Regions from separate parts of the Mus musculus genome. Here region 1 is linked to region 2. Evidence: chromatin contacts called from public Hi-C data. All regions are on one chromosome and are shown on one strand. Each heading gives the region's core, a stretch centred on a gene start, on an enhancer-like site or on the middle of the called end of the contact. The rest is flanking DNA. Distances are from core to core; before and after follow the strand shown. Region 1 has its middle 4.3 kb from the start of Gm35546. Region 2 has its middle 7.2 kb from the start of Gm35341.

What was found. Hi-C and Micro-C count contacts between places; a contact is called where the count stands out from the background.
Region 1: a Hi-C map of the C2C12 cell line shows a contact between it and region 2, with 1.7 times the contacts expected there. The contact joins two enhancer-like sites. A contact is called at or near these places in 4 of 484 Hi-C or Micro-C datasets (the C2C12 cell line, myocytes and ventricular fibroblasts) and 1 of 115 datasets of contacts at active chromatin or transcription factors (embryonic fibroblasts).

Annotation. Positions count from the first base shown.
Region 1 is chr1:186,579,416-186,586,714 of GRCm38.p6, forward strand. No RefSeq gene overlaps it. Among named protein-coding and RNA genes, the nearest start is that of Gm35546, 4.3 kb to the right of the region's middle. Within about 2 kb of position 1,911, at least 40 of the 459 cell types and tissues checked have an H3K27ac peak or open chromatin away from gene starts, as enhancers often do. A contact at or near this core is called in the C2C12 cell line, where this site is marked.
Region 2 is chr1:186,396,809-186,404,442 of GRCm38.p6, forward strand. No RefSeq gene overlaps it. Among named protein-coding and RNA genes, the nearest start is that of Gm35341, 7.2 kb to the right of the region's middle. Within about 2 kb of position 3,148, at least 33 of the 459 cell types and tissues checked have an H3K27ac peak or open chromatin away from gene starts, as enhancers often do. A contact at or near this core is called in the C2C12 cell line, where this site is marked.

The sequences.
Region 1 (7,299 bases), core at 661-3,160, 180 kb after region 2:
TATTCACTGAATTCACATCTTCCTTACATCTTCACAGAATGCACTTTGCATTCGATGTCACAACTGCAGGCCCACAAGAGTGTCCCCATGGGTGCTTACTACGTACCAGAGAGTCTGTGGTGTTCACAGGATTAGAAGCCAAGATCCAGTAAGTGCTTCCTTCTGTCGCCATTGAAACAGAATCTTTCTTTGCTGCACTTCCCTCTCCTCAGCCTACTGAGTCCTGGGACTAAATGTCTTTTATAACTCAGAATAGTTTCATTCTATGATATGTTTATTAGAATGGAAACCCATCAGAAGCTGAGTCATATCTATAACAACTTCTTGAGACTCTTTAAAGAACTCAGTAGCTAATGCATTCTCATATTTGATTAAATGCTTTCCAGGTAGCAGGGGTTTGGTTAAAAAGCTAATTAGCATTTTATTATTATTATTTATTTTTATTTTTATTTTTTGCTGTTGATGCTCTCTAAACAAAGATTTCATGAAAATGGGTGCTAATTGGTTCTCTTTGGCTTATCAGAGAGAGGGGAAAGGAGTGAGGGAGGAGAGACGAGAGAGATAAGGGAGGAGAGAGACAGAGAGAAGAAATAAAGAACAAAGGGGAGAAAATATCAACATCCAAGCAAACAGACCTGTAGAAATCACCTATCATATACACACAATCCTGACTGCTTTCACAGCATTTGGGGTTTGGAAATAGAGTTTCCGTCTACAGCTAGCTCAGGCTGGCCTTAACCACATCAACCTCCTGCATCAGCCTCAGGAGAGATGGGACTGCAGGTCTATGCCACCACACCCAGCTCTTAACTGCCTTCAACTGCTTTTGGCTGCTCTTCAGCTGTGTCATCTTTCTAAGACACGGTGCTGGAGTGGCTGCTCATGTTACCAACCCATCATCGTGAGTATTGAGTGCACCTACCAGTGCCTAGAAGTCCCACACAATTGCTCTTCAGCCTTTCCCAGGAGGCAGTACTCAGAGGGGGACAGTCACAGAGAAGTCACAGGACTGTACTGTAGCTTCAGAGAATTTCTGATGTAGCCAAGAAGCAGAATCATCCCTCGGGAGACCACTCACAAGACAACGTGCACTTCAAGAGTTAAAACAGAAGCTTTTTTTTTTTTAATTGTAAACTAAAACCCGCTTAGAGGAAGTATGGCCTTTTGTGCTGTGACTTTCTGGGTCATAAAATACTCTTCATTATCCATTATTACAAAACAGAGGCATTTCTGTTGTTGGTGTTAATAATTTCATAGCTTTCCTTGGAAATGTGTATTGACCTCCATTTACCTAGAGGGAGGGGAAGCCCTATCACTTTTCTTTTCCTCTCTGTTTCAATTCTTCATTCCAAAGTTCTGTCCTTCCTCCTTATTTCTCTCCATAATAACAAACATCACCTAGATATAAAGGGTTACCACGTGAAAAAAATAAATCCGTTGATGTGTTTAAGTGAGATCCCCACATCTGCATATAAACCCACACGAACAAATATTTAGATGAATTATACTGCTCTATGTTTAAATTCTGCTTCCTTGAGTCAACAGATAAACGTTTATAGAGGCAAAAAATAACCCCTCAATCTTACTATTAATCCTATTATTCTTACAGTAGCACAAGGCAGTACACCAGCCAGGAAGGGAATACAAGGGACCTCCCTTCTTACCCTCCTAATTGTTTCTCCAGACCATCCCCTTTGGAGCAAAGAGAGGGTCCAACCTTCCTTGGGAGCCATGGATTTCTCTGGGTACATTTATTTTGGAGTTGTTCTGGAGGCAACAACATCAGAGACACATGTCTATCTGGTTGCTATTAGTGCTTTCGAAACTCCAAATGAAACGCTTCAGGCTAGCAACTAGAGGTGTTGATCAAACAATAGTTTCCCAGCCAACATCCAAACTGGGTGTACCCAGATGACTTTGCACTTAAGCACTGGAATTTGGAATATGTGGGTAAAGCCTGACTAATTATAGTGTTGACCACAGTAAAGCCATGGAGGACCCTGGCTCCTTATGCTGAGAAACACATATAGAAATGCCCACATTAAGGGTAGAGCTTGCCTGAGAGCCAGCCCCTGTGTCCACCCTCATATCCCAAAGAAACTGGACCAATACACTACTAGATCACTAGGGTTGGTGGTAGCCTGGTAGCCTGCCTCTCCACTTCCCTTGCACTGCTTTATACAAACTGAGAGCATATTCTAGGCATGGAAATATAGGGGAAACATCCAGATATGAATTGTTGAAATAATTATGGGGAGCTCTCACTAGACACATACAAGGTCTGTTGACATGGAAGAATACCTCCCCATCAGTCTGAATAAACTATTACATAACAGCTAAGCTATAATAAAGTCCTGATTCCAAATCAAATAAGTCTCCCAGACTTCTAAAATGAGTCACCAACAGCTCTATAAACATACAAAATACTTGACAAGGAAGACTCTGATAATTTTTTAGTAATTATGTCTGCAAATTGTTCCTTGCTGACATCACCATTAGGAACAGTTTCCCATAAGCTTGCCTTTCCTCGTCACTTCTGCCCATTAATCACTGATACTTCGGCTATTTCTATCATTATTAGGTGATTCACAAGGTCTGTGTGAATATCCAGGATTCTCCTTTGTAGAGTTTTTACTTAGTGGAATCAGGGTGAGCAAAGCCAGGATTGTCAGGGGTGACGCTCCTTGTAGTCCTTGTTTAAGGCACACTCACAGATTTGTCATATCTTGATCCTAAAATCATTTCACACACATACACACACACATACACATGACACTTTGCAAACATCTTAACATAAATACAATAAGGAGAAAGCTGGGCAGAGTTGAGGGCTCACTGAGTTGACATATTTTCTGTTTAAAGACATTCCCAAGCACTGGCGTCATTTTTCTTTGTGTTGGACGTGAGACTTCAAGTTCTGCTCTGACATGTGATCTACAAACCAGCTCTGAGCCAAACCCAAGTGTCAGCTGCCGGGTCCAACACTCGATGCGGACTGTGATGAGAGTGCAGGAGAGCAAGAGGGGCTGTGAATGTGGCACTGCTGGTCCAGGAGACATAAGCAGCAGGCACAGCCAGGGCCCGGGGCTTCATCCCAGGAAAGGGGTGACACAGCCGGGGAAATTAAGTCAAAGGCCTACGAAAGTGGTGGACAAGGGGAAAGCTTGGCTTAACCTAGGCCTTTATAATGGATATGACCCAGAATAAAGCAAGCCCTCGATCTCTCTGTAACTGTACTCATCTAATGATAAACACTGGCTCCGAGGAACCCTGAGAAAGTAAAACATTTAAAGCCATTCAGAATGTGTCTAAATGGAATCTAGATTTCTCCCGAAATGACCTGAGTAGCTGGCACGCCCGAGGTTTTGCTGCTGGAGTGAAGGCGGCTGAGTAAGCAGGGAAGGGGCAGAGGCCTTCCTATTGAAAGAAAAAAAAAATCTCTGTCGTCCCAGAGCTGAAGTCTTCAGCTGAGCACTTAGAATAAACACATGGGGAAGAGAAGGTGTGTTTCATGGGAAGAGGAAATTCTGGGCCTACCGTGTAGGTTTGTGCGGAAGAAAAGCTGTATAGCAACTGTGCATCCTGCAGAGCCATGGCCTACTCACAAAGCCATACTGTGTAGCAAGGAGTCCCCAAGTAGAGGTTGCACTCATAAGACTGTATTGAGGAGTGTCTACCAAGCATGGTGTACCGAGAATGCAAAGATGAATGAAGATTGGCCCCTTGGATCCAGGAGTCCATAAAATAATGGATAAGGTATAGTTGAAAGTAGAAATTCAAGGCGGAGTGCAGCAAATGAGGAGCTGGCCACATCACCCGGCTGTGGACACACAGCAGGCCGACCCTTGGGAGCTGGAGCAATGGATTCTTCCATTGGGTACCCTTTCTGTGTTTCTGAAGGAACGGAGCTTCTGGCGCCATTGACTGAATCCATGGGAAAGGAAATGAGGTCTGCCACTTTAACTTAAAAGGCAGCAACTGGAATACCAGGTAGAGAACCGAAGAACAGGTAGAGAGAGCAGACACCATTGAAGGAAATGAATCAGTAAGGGAGAAGAAGATCGAAGCAGAAAAGACCCTCAGCAAGCACACTTTCTGTGGGAGAAAGGGGGCTGCTTCTGTCTGCCTCCCCAGGAAGGAAGGGTTTCTGCATCACACTTATCACAAGAGGCTCTGTGAAAAACTGTACTAGCAGCAAAATCTGTCTGTCTGTCTGTCTGACTGCCTGCCTCTGCCCCAATCCCTCCCTCTCTCTCTCTCTCTCTCTCTCTCTCTCTCTCTCTCTCTCTCTGTCTCTCTCTCTCTCTCTCTCTCTCATACACACACACAAGCACACACTTGATTCCATTTCCATAAGCTATTTTTTTAACTAAAAAGTTAAGCTATTTGTTTAATCAAGGCCAGATTTGTGAAGTGACTTCAGATGCATTGCACAGAGTCCACATGGACAGACAAGATTAGCCCTAAATTAGGAGGAAGGTGGGCTACTCTTCTTACTCAAGGCCCCTTTGGGATGAGGAAGTCAAGTGATGAGAACCAGGAACCACTGTCAATTATTCTGAGAAACCATGAAGAGTATGCAAGGTGACAGAAACTTGAGAAGGCAAACTGTGGCTCTGAACCAAGTTCACTCTGACCTCTCTGAATTAAGCAAGACATGTTAAACTTGCTTCCTGTTCTGACAGCTGAGAACTGGGTTGGCTAGGACAGTTGTCAAGGTGAGTCATGATGCCCTGTAGGGCAAGCAGGGGAATGTGAGCTGCAGTGACCCCTTGGTTGGTGACTTTGAACTGGTGGAATGACTGTGACCTACAATGGGATGACTCTGAGGGGCCCAGAACATTGACTGAGCACTGCCCCAGCAAGCTTGGTCCTCTACTGTGCCACATTGGATCAACATATTTAATCCCAGAATGAAATGGAATATTGGTGCCTTGCAAACTTCATACATACAAGTGAGTGGAGAGAATATTATTCCAAAGGGAATTTGTCCCTTAAGATATGGCCCATCTAGATGGGTGAAACACCATTGCCCAGAATAGACTAGACTATTCTGGAGCTGATGTTTTAAATATAGTCAGAAGTAAAGCATAGAGAAATGTTTGAAGGAAAGAGTTGTCAGAAAGGGGGACGAGGATTAAGGAAGGACATTGAAGGTGACAGCTGGAGATGACACTGTGTGGGTGGATATGTTCTAATGGTGATATCTCTGTGTAGGAGTGTCACAGTAAAACACGCTAATCTGTACAATCAATATGGCTGGGTAATCATTTCTAAATTTTTGAAAAGTAAAAGAACACTCAATGGCTACTAAAACAGAGGCCCATGGCTGGTTCCTACACAGGGAGTAAAGAACTACAGAATCCATCATTCTAAATGAGACAACTGCCTCATGCTCCCTCCTTCCAAGGTAGGCAAATGCAGCAGCTTTCTCCTGGGATCTCTTTGTGCCTAAGCTGCTGCAGAAAGGTGACATCTACTGGGAGCAGGGAGAAAGCTGGAGGGTGGGGGGAGATCTCCTCTCTCTCTCTCTCTCTCTCTCTCTCTCTCCACTCATCCTTTTTGTTGGCTTATCCTACCCCAAGGCATGTTTTTTAGTTGATTCCAGATCCAATGGAGTTGACAATCAAGAGTAACCATCACAAAGAGAATGGATAAAAGCAAAGAGGTATAAGTCGCAATTGTAGTACACTATAAGGAAGCACTCTTGGCATCTATAACAGTCTAAATGTGTACTGGCTCTCTGACAGACTAGGGGGTCTTTGGAACAAGTCATATTTTTAAGCCTATATAAAACTATGCTGGTTAGTCCAAGAGCCATTAGTAATGTGTGGCAAACAAGCCCATGAAGTGTGGATGGTCTGCACCAAAGAAAATTCCAACTCTTTCTTTTTTTTCTCTCTCTTTTCATTTTTTATGTGTCTGTATATGTGGTATGCATGTGGGTATGTCTATATATGCATGTATAGCACATGCATTTGTGTGGGTGCACATGTATGTAGTGCCTGTGGTGGTGGTGGGGGGGGGCAAGACTGATTTTAGGAATCCATCCATCTTCTACCTTATTTACTGAGGCAGAGTCAATTAAACCCAGAGTTTGACAATGTGGCTGGTCTCCCTAGCCAGCTTTCTCTCTACCTTCTAAGACTAGAAGTACAGTGAGGGATGTCACACTCACCTGACATGTATAGAGTGAGAAGTTCCTGTCCTTGCATTCATGCGTCAAAAGCTTTAACTACTGAGCCCCCTCCCCAGCCCTTGCTTCCCTGGCTTACTGCAGCCACTAGACAGAGGTGGGCTGCATTTCCAGCTCACATTCCCTCGGGTTGTCAGTAATAATGTAAGAAGAGAGGCTGACCATGGGCAGTCTCCAGCTGCTGAGCTGTGGGCTGGCAGCTGAGCTTCACCTCCTCAGACTCCAGCTTTCCTACTGTAGCTAAAAGAATTGCCAGTGGGAACTTGCAAATAATGTCTTAATTGTTAGATGTGGGTGCCTGTTTAGGGACTACCCCACAGTTGTTTTAAGAGGCCTGCCTAGGTTAAGGCCATTTATGGAAGGAGCTAAATGGCAGTGACTCATTCCACAAGTATCTCTGGAATTTTCTGAGAAAGTACCATCATGTTGATCAACATTAGCTAACATGGACTCTTGTTAGTTTTGTTTTGTTCTGGGTTTTGTTTTGTTTTGTTTTGTTTTGTTTTGTTTTGTTTTGTTTTAAACAGAACCATACAGCTCAGGTTGTCCTCAAACTCAAAACATAGCTGAAGATGACCTTGAATTCTTGATCTTCTGCCTCTTCCTCTAGTGGTCTGGGGTATAGGCGTATGCTGCCATACCCAGCTTCATACAGGGTCTTAAATTAACTGATCAATTTCCTCTTAAATAGGCACAGTGACAATTGTGCTCAAGAATACTTTAAGTGTGGGGGCTAGATCTTCAGCACTGTTATCCCAGAATAGAACACCCTAATTATTATTTCTTACAGCATTATAGGTCTAGATATAAGCAAGGCAACTCAACACTGTATCTTAAGTGGTCTTAAGAAGACCAAAATGGGCAAATGTAATCCGTGTTCCTAAAACCTTGACAATGACAGATCCAACCATCTCTTTAACTACATGGTCATCATCACTCTGAAATCAGTTCACCAGTCCTCACTTTCGAAGCACAACCTTTGTAGAAGGAGGAAACTGTTAGGTGTGGGGGGGGGGGGGGTAGATGTAGCATACATACATGGCTGCCTGTCACGGTGCAGCACGTTGTTTTCAGAGAGGAACTGCTTTGCAGGGAAGCCCTGC
Region 2 (7,634 bases), core at 1,898-4,397:
CAGGCATCAATCCTTCAGCTAGCTTAGCATTTATTGTGGCTCACAGGATCTGGGTGTAGCTCAGGGGAGGAGGTGAACACACAGTACAACTTGGATGGTTGGTCCTGTGCCATGAAATCCCCAGCAAAAGAAACTCCATCCTTCGCTCTGAGAATAAATGAGAAGCACACAATTATCTGGGGTTTGCTAACAAAGTGAGTGGCAATGTCCAACGTTTGTCCCAAGTTCCTATTTCCCCACAAGTGTCAACAGCTTTGGGTGTCTTTCCATTCCTTCTATTACAGCTTCTTCTTGCTGTGTCCTCCACTGATGTCATTTCACCCTACAGGAGACAGTCAATAAACTTCAGGCCCCTTAGCCAGACTTTTCAGGCCTCCTGCCATCTGAAAGGAGAATGCTTTTCTGGGTTTTTCTAGTATTAACTTCTTACCCTTCACCCCTCTGCCTCAATGCCCTATGTGTTGTATTCTTGGTATGTGTCATGGTTTGTTTTGTTTTGTTTTCTTTCTAACTCAATCCCTTTACTCATCCTCTGAAGCATAGCTGGAGAGCTTTTATTCATTTGTTCAGTGTCCATCATTAGAAGTCTAAATCCAGTCCTGCCTGGTCCACAAAAGTTTCTTAGGCAATCTCAGACCACAGTGCCCCTTCACACCACTCTGTTTCTTGTTTACCTATTATGGTGTGAATGGGTAGTGTTCCCTGTAAGCTCCTGTGTCTGAAGTGGGTCACTGGCCACACCTGCCTCCTGCCCACTCTCTGCTTCCTGCCCACTCTACTTTCTGTCTGTTCTGTTCCCTGTCTACTCTCTTCTTCCTGACTGTTCCCTGCTCCCTGATTGCTTCCTGCTTCCTGAAAGATCTCTGCTTCCTGTTTGCTCTCTGCTTCCTGACTGGCCTCTACTTCCTGACTATTCCCTACTTCCTGTCAGCTCTCTGTTTTCTGACTGCTCTCTGCTTCCTGTCAGCTCTCTGCTTCCTGACTGATCCCTGCTTCCTGACAGCTTTCTGCTTCCTGTCTACTCTCTACCTCCTGACTATTCCCTGATTCCTGTCAGCTCTCTGCTTCCTCTTTTGCTTTCTGCTTCCTGTCATGATAAGATATTAACAAGTAACTTTCATATGTTCCCTCTGTCGTGGAGTTAGCATCCACCATGCCTTTCATACCTAATGACTGACCCATGAGCCAAAATAGACCTTTCCTCCTTATGCTTCATATAAGGTGTTTGGTCACAGAAATTAAAACAGTGACCAATACACTACCCGTGTAGTGATTTGAATCTTAGATGCCCCACTCCACCCACAGTTTATTTATGCTGGAGGTTCCTAGCTCAGGAACAAGGTAGTTGGACTTTCTAAGACATAGTGGGGGAGTTACGAGGTCACTGGAGGGAAACAGAAAGCACCAGCTTATTCCTTTGCTCTTTTGCTCCCAGGGTATGATTGGACCAGATTTTGCTACACACTAAAACCTCTGCATGGCTGTGCTTTGGCAGGCCAACTGATCACAGACTGAAAACTTGGGCTCAAGTAAACATTTGCTCTTTATAAACTGACTGCTTTAGGTGAGATTAACAGGGAGATGACTAGTTTAATTTATTGTATCTCATTCAGAAGGGAAATTGTCTCCATAAACTGCTGCCAATGGAGAAGCAGCAGGCATTCCTAGCCTGAGAGCCTATTTTCTGTTGTACTCTTTAGACTCTTGGAAAAGTATGCCTTATGGCAATAGATGAATGGATGAGGCCAGACAGTACTGTAATTGAACTTATTACTCGTCTACAGAGCCCCCGCTTCCCAGCCAGAACCACAAAGAGCACATGTGGAGCTGGGGACTGGTTACTTCTTGACCTTGCTGTTTAGAGATCTTTGTAGTGGGACAAAAGTGCATCCAAAAACAGGGTTGAACTCACAATGGCATCCCTTAGCTTTACATTCACCTGCCTGAGATTCTTTCTCAGAGTTGTTGAGATAATACCAGTCATTATTTTCCACTGTGTGTGTGTGAGTGTGTGTGTGTGTGTGTGTGTGTGTGTGTGTGTAAGAAAGTTTGTCTATCTGTGCACATGTATACATACAGATAAGTGTGCATTGTGTATGGAGAACAGAGGTGAACACTGGCTATCTTCCTCTTTTTCCCCACCTTAGTTTTTGAGGCAGGGTTTCTCAGTGATCCTAGCACTCAAATTCAGCTAGAATACCTGTCATTAAGCTACAGGACCCACCTTTAACAGCTTCCCCAATGATGGAGTCTCAATTGTACACCCAGCTTATTTACTGTTGGATCTCAGGGTCTAAATTCAGATTCTCGTGCTTGCCAGTTGCCACTATTCCAACAGAAGCGTCTCTTTAGTCCCTTAGGGTGTCTGACTCCATTCTCTAAGACTTGGGAGAATGGGTCCAGCTTGAGTGCCTTGTGTCATATGCTCAGATCTGAGAATCTGGATGGAGCACCTCCCTAACGTGCCACTCAGTGGCAGGAAGAAGTCATTCTCCATCTCCCACCTTGGATACTTGGGTTAGATTGAGAGAAGATCCTGGGCAGAACACACTGAAAAAGGATTGTGACAATTCAGACTCATTTCCCAACAGAAAGAGCTGATAAGTTACTCACATACATTAACAAAAGCCCAGTGGCTTTTGTGGAACACAAACACACACACACAAGCACACACACGCATACATACCATGTGTGTATGTGTGTATGTATACTTACATATATATACATATACATGCTATTTGTTTGTAATCTATATATGATTCAGCCTCAAGAAAATAAAATATTTTAACTTGTTGAGTCTGTAACTTTGTTCTGCTGGGGAGAAGGTGGTAGACAATGAACACTTCACCTCTTGAATTCCTTTTTTCTGGCTTTATATCTGGGCTCTTTAAAGTTCTTCTGGCTCTCTCTACTTGCATATTGCTCTTGCTCAACTTCTGGCCCTTGTTTCCTTTCTCTGGGTCAGACTGGATTCACCGGGCCCCTTCCATTAACCTCAGGTTCATCCTCTCATTGTGTCTGTCAGCAGCTGCAGGAGATGCTGATTATGCTGGGAGCCTCTGGAAGAGGAGATGAGACAACGAAGCACGGGATGATAAGGAGACCAACAAGAGAACAATTGCTAAGACCTCAGCGCAAAGCATAGCCAGAGCAGCTGCTGCCGCAAAGCTCTGCAGTTGCTGGCTTTAGACGGGGGAAGGATGAATCAGTTTAGATAACTCAGGAATGGACTTGAACCTTTGCCCAGACCTCTGAATGAACCACCATCAAACCCTCTGCGTTTTCCCAAATTAAGACATTGAGAAAAATATTGAATGTGAGTTTCCCTTTCTTTCCCATCCCTGCTTCCTCGGGGAGTTGCTGGGACCACAAAGCAATTTTTTAATAATAATGGATTAGATTTTCAGTACATATTCCCCTCTGGCCATTTTGATGTGTCAGAAATGCTTTACAAATGTTAAGTGCTGCAATTAATCTCCTGAAAGGGGGTGGGGGGAGAGAGGAGAGGTTTGCCAGCTGGAGATTTTTAGTGATTTCGTTTAGTTAAGATTTTGTTATTATTTTCTGCTTTAGTGTGTTTTCCTGGAAAGCCAGTTAGCCAATCAAATATTTAATTGCCTGTGATTTGCAAAAACCAGGGTGCTTGGTGCTTGAGTGACAGAGTAAGGCAGACACACCAGAGTTCTGTTCTCCAGTCACAGTCATGGGAGGGGAAATGCAAACAGGCTAAGTTAATGTGTGTTCTCACCTTGATTCGTTGACTTAACAGCTAACAGAATACAATGCAGATGTTTACAAAGATTTCTTTTATTTCAAACTATATGTATATGGGTATGTATGTGCTTCACACAGAGACCTGAGGGGTTGGGATCTTGTAAGCAGGTGGTTGTGGGCTGCCAGTCACCGCATACAGAGACCAAACTCAGAGATCTGAGCCACTTTTCTATCACCCACGATAGATAGATAATTGCCTGGTCATTTGGTTGTTGTGTTTGTTGTGTTGAAACTAGTGAGGTTTGCTATTCAGCCCCAACTCTCCTAAAACACACAGCAATCCTCCTGCCTCAGTCTCCCAAATACTGACTATAGGTATGTACCCCTGTCCAGCTGTATTTTGGGATTTTTTTTCATGTCTATATTGCAGTAGACAGGGCTGTGAAGTGAGGCTCTGACTTTGAGTCGGTTGATTATTTCGCTCGTCTATGACCCAGCTCTTCCTTGTCCTCTGAGCAGCATTTTTACCGTTGTGAATTCTGTCATTATAATAGATGTGCATGAACAGAATATTCCTTCAACGCTCTCTGCCCTTTGCTGATAGACCCAGGACAGTGTGTCTGTCTGTCCATCCTGCCCCACCTTCATGGAGCCGATTTGCATTGAATGATATCAGAAAGCATTTGCCAGCGTTCCACCCCAGATGACAGCTCTTGGCTGTGGCTGCTCAGGCCGCTCATTGTCTAGTCCAAATGTGGGATTCAAAGACTCTGTGCTGTCCGTATCAAATGCAGACTATCAACCTTGCAGTCTCTGCTCACACACTGTCCCTCTAGTGACCCATTTCATCTCATTTAAACTGAGAAATGTCACCATGAACAACTACTGCATACGAGGCAGCTTAGATCCCTAACTGGATAGCCCATCTCTCCTGTGCTCCTTATACTCTTTGCAATAATAGAGGGTGTAGCAGGAATGGCTGAGCCACCTCTATGTAAATGCTGGGACCTCACAGCCACAAAAGCACCTCCTCCTGCAGGAGGACCTAATTGAGAACTGCCTGAGAAACCAAGGATTGCTGGTGCAGATAATGCCAGCCAATCAGAAACTGCTGGTTAGAAAAGATGCTTTCTTGGTACCAATGGGGCCTGGGTGAAGGATATTAAAGGAGCCTGCTGCAGTCTTCAGATGCGCTTGCTTGCTGCAGTGTTTCTCACCTGCTCCCAGAGTCTGAGTTGTTGATTCTGACTTCACCTCCAAACCCCAAGGGCTGGTAGGGCTGGTCAGCAAGTAGTCCAGGGCACAGGCAGCATCAGGGATTTTTAGTGGCATCAGGGATTTTTAGTGGTAATGGAATCAATTTTTGACTTTGTTAAGGATAACAAAAATTATAAAATGTTAGTTATGATTTTTCTTGTTAAAGAACTTGTATTTCTCTCTCTCTCTCTCTCTCTCTCTCTCTCTCTCTCTCTCTCTCTCTGTTGTATGATTGCATGTGTGTGTACACTTACAGGCATATGAACATGCAGGCATGCTTACCCATGCATGCCTGAAGGAAATACAGTAGTGGATGTCAGGTTTCGAACATCTTCATCTATTTTTCTCTTTCTTGATTGTCAGTCAGAGACTCTCATTAAATCTGGAGATCACAGAATCAGGTCAGAGATGCAGCTAGGCTGGCTGTCCAGTGTTCTGCTGGGATCCTCCTGTCTCCTCTCTACCCCAGCACTGGTAGTCTAGGTGTGTGCATCTGTGCCTGGCTCTTTTACGTGGATGCTGGGGATCTGACCTCAGGTCTTCATGCACAGCAAGTACTTTATCTACTGAGTGACGCCCCAGCCCCAAGTCTACATACTTTCAAAACTGTATCACTCAAATATCACTTGTGGAAATGTTGCAAAATACCAAGCATAGGGCCAACGTTGACCTGATTCAATTCCTTAACTTTTATTGAAGGAGAGTTACTAAAGTTAAGGTGAGTCACAAAGCATCCCCGGCAAGAGGACCAGGAAGAGCCTGCAGGATAGAGGCTATTCGGAAATAAAGAAACATACTCAAAAATATCGTATGTCCAAAAAGTACAAAATCTTAAATGTATATACAAGATAGAGATTGTATATGGAAATGTATATAAACTGTATATAAAAAGAGGTGTGCAAAATGAAGGGTGACTAATTTTCTTCAGGGAGAAAAAAAAGAAGAAGAAGAAGATCCTCTCCAAAGAAAGCAGTGTAGTTGTGTGCCAGGAGATAAAACATTTAGGAGGCGTTAACCTTGTTTGGCCACCGCATTATACCTTGAGTCTAGCTTGGTTTTTTAAAACCAGTATTCATGGTAGTGTGCTCCATAGGAGGGAATTCATGCTTGGTCTGTAAACAAGGTCAGAAACCCATGGCTAGGGATGTCCCAGACCCAACAGAAGAACCTGTTGATACTGCTTTGTCTAAATGGTGATATTGTCAAACTGTCCTTTAAGTCTTTATGGTTTTAGGCATAGATTTGTGGCCCTCTCTACCTTGGTCAGAGAAGTCTCTTCTTGTAGTGGGGACAGACGCCAAGTGGAGGCGAAGACTTATAAGCAGTGAGAGTGCTGTGGATAAGTGGTAGTGGATGCTCAGCAGTCAACGGATCACCTATACCAGCTTCTTCCTACCCGAGGCTCAGGGAGCATCATGGGAGAGTGGGCCAGAAGAATCCAGGAGCCAAAGGATGCAGAGGAAGGGCATGAAATGCTGTCTTGTGGACAACACACGGTAAATGCTGATAAGGTTGCCTACACAAGGCCTGTACAAGTCCTGTACACCAAGCCAGTCAAAATGCTACCATCACACCTAGCTGAGGAGCTACTGCAGGTAGATGAACGCCAAGAGGGGGAAAGTCACTTTCCTTTGAGACTATGAACACTAGTTGACTGCCACCCAATAGATGTCCACCCTTCATTTGCACATGGTCAGCACTAACTGGGCTCAGCAGACTCTTAATAATAATACTTCTTTAAAAGGACTTTAATACTTTTTAAAAAGTATTTTAAAAGAATGTTGGAAGGGAGATTGGTTAGTAGATAAGGGGGGGAGGAGGGTCTTAGAGGAAAATAGTGAAAGGTACATATGATAAAAGTTAGTGTTTTCGTATATATGTAGTTTTAATATAATATATTTTTAACATATATATGAGATTAGAAGATTAGAAGTAACATTGTCCATCTCCATGTGCAGTGCAGCAGGGTCTATCAATGTGTTGAGAAGACGAGATGTGGCTGGCAATGGAAGCCATGCCACATAATCACTGCTTCTGTTGACCCCTACTAGCAAGCAAGATCATGGTGTTGTAGGGGTTTTAAGCAGCTGAGGTGCTGTGTCCCACCCTAGTTTCAAAACCTTTAAGAGCTTATGGATGTGGTAGTCAGTGAGCAGCACCCCAGAGCACAGCCATCGTTCCCTAACTCTTGTGCCATAGGCCTGAGCACAGTGACTCTGCCTGCTGCCTGCTAGGCAGAGTGAAGTAATAACTGGTCTCTTCAGTGGCTCTCCGACTCAGAGCTCATCACAGGATCAAAGTTTCCCTGAAGCTTCAGTGTGGAGGGAGCATTCCTCGTGGCTCACACTGGAACCCATTCCTTGGCCTTTCTGAAGACTCAAAAGTCCAACCCCCTATATCAAATTATTCCCACTGGATATACTTGAGGTTTTGTTTTTGTTTTCTCTCTTGTGCCCAGATTGAGACAATTATATCTTTTTAGAGGTTAACTAGAGAAAAAAAAATGTCTGGCTTACTCGAATGAATACTCCAAAGGCACTTGATCCCTAGAGGTTCCAATTCAATTATCCATTTATAGGCAGCTGATTTATATGGAGGAAAATCAGCCAAGGGCACCCTGATGTCATATCGGCTTCTTGGATTTCACATTTTTCTGTTGTGGA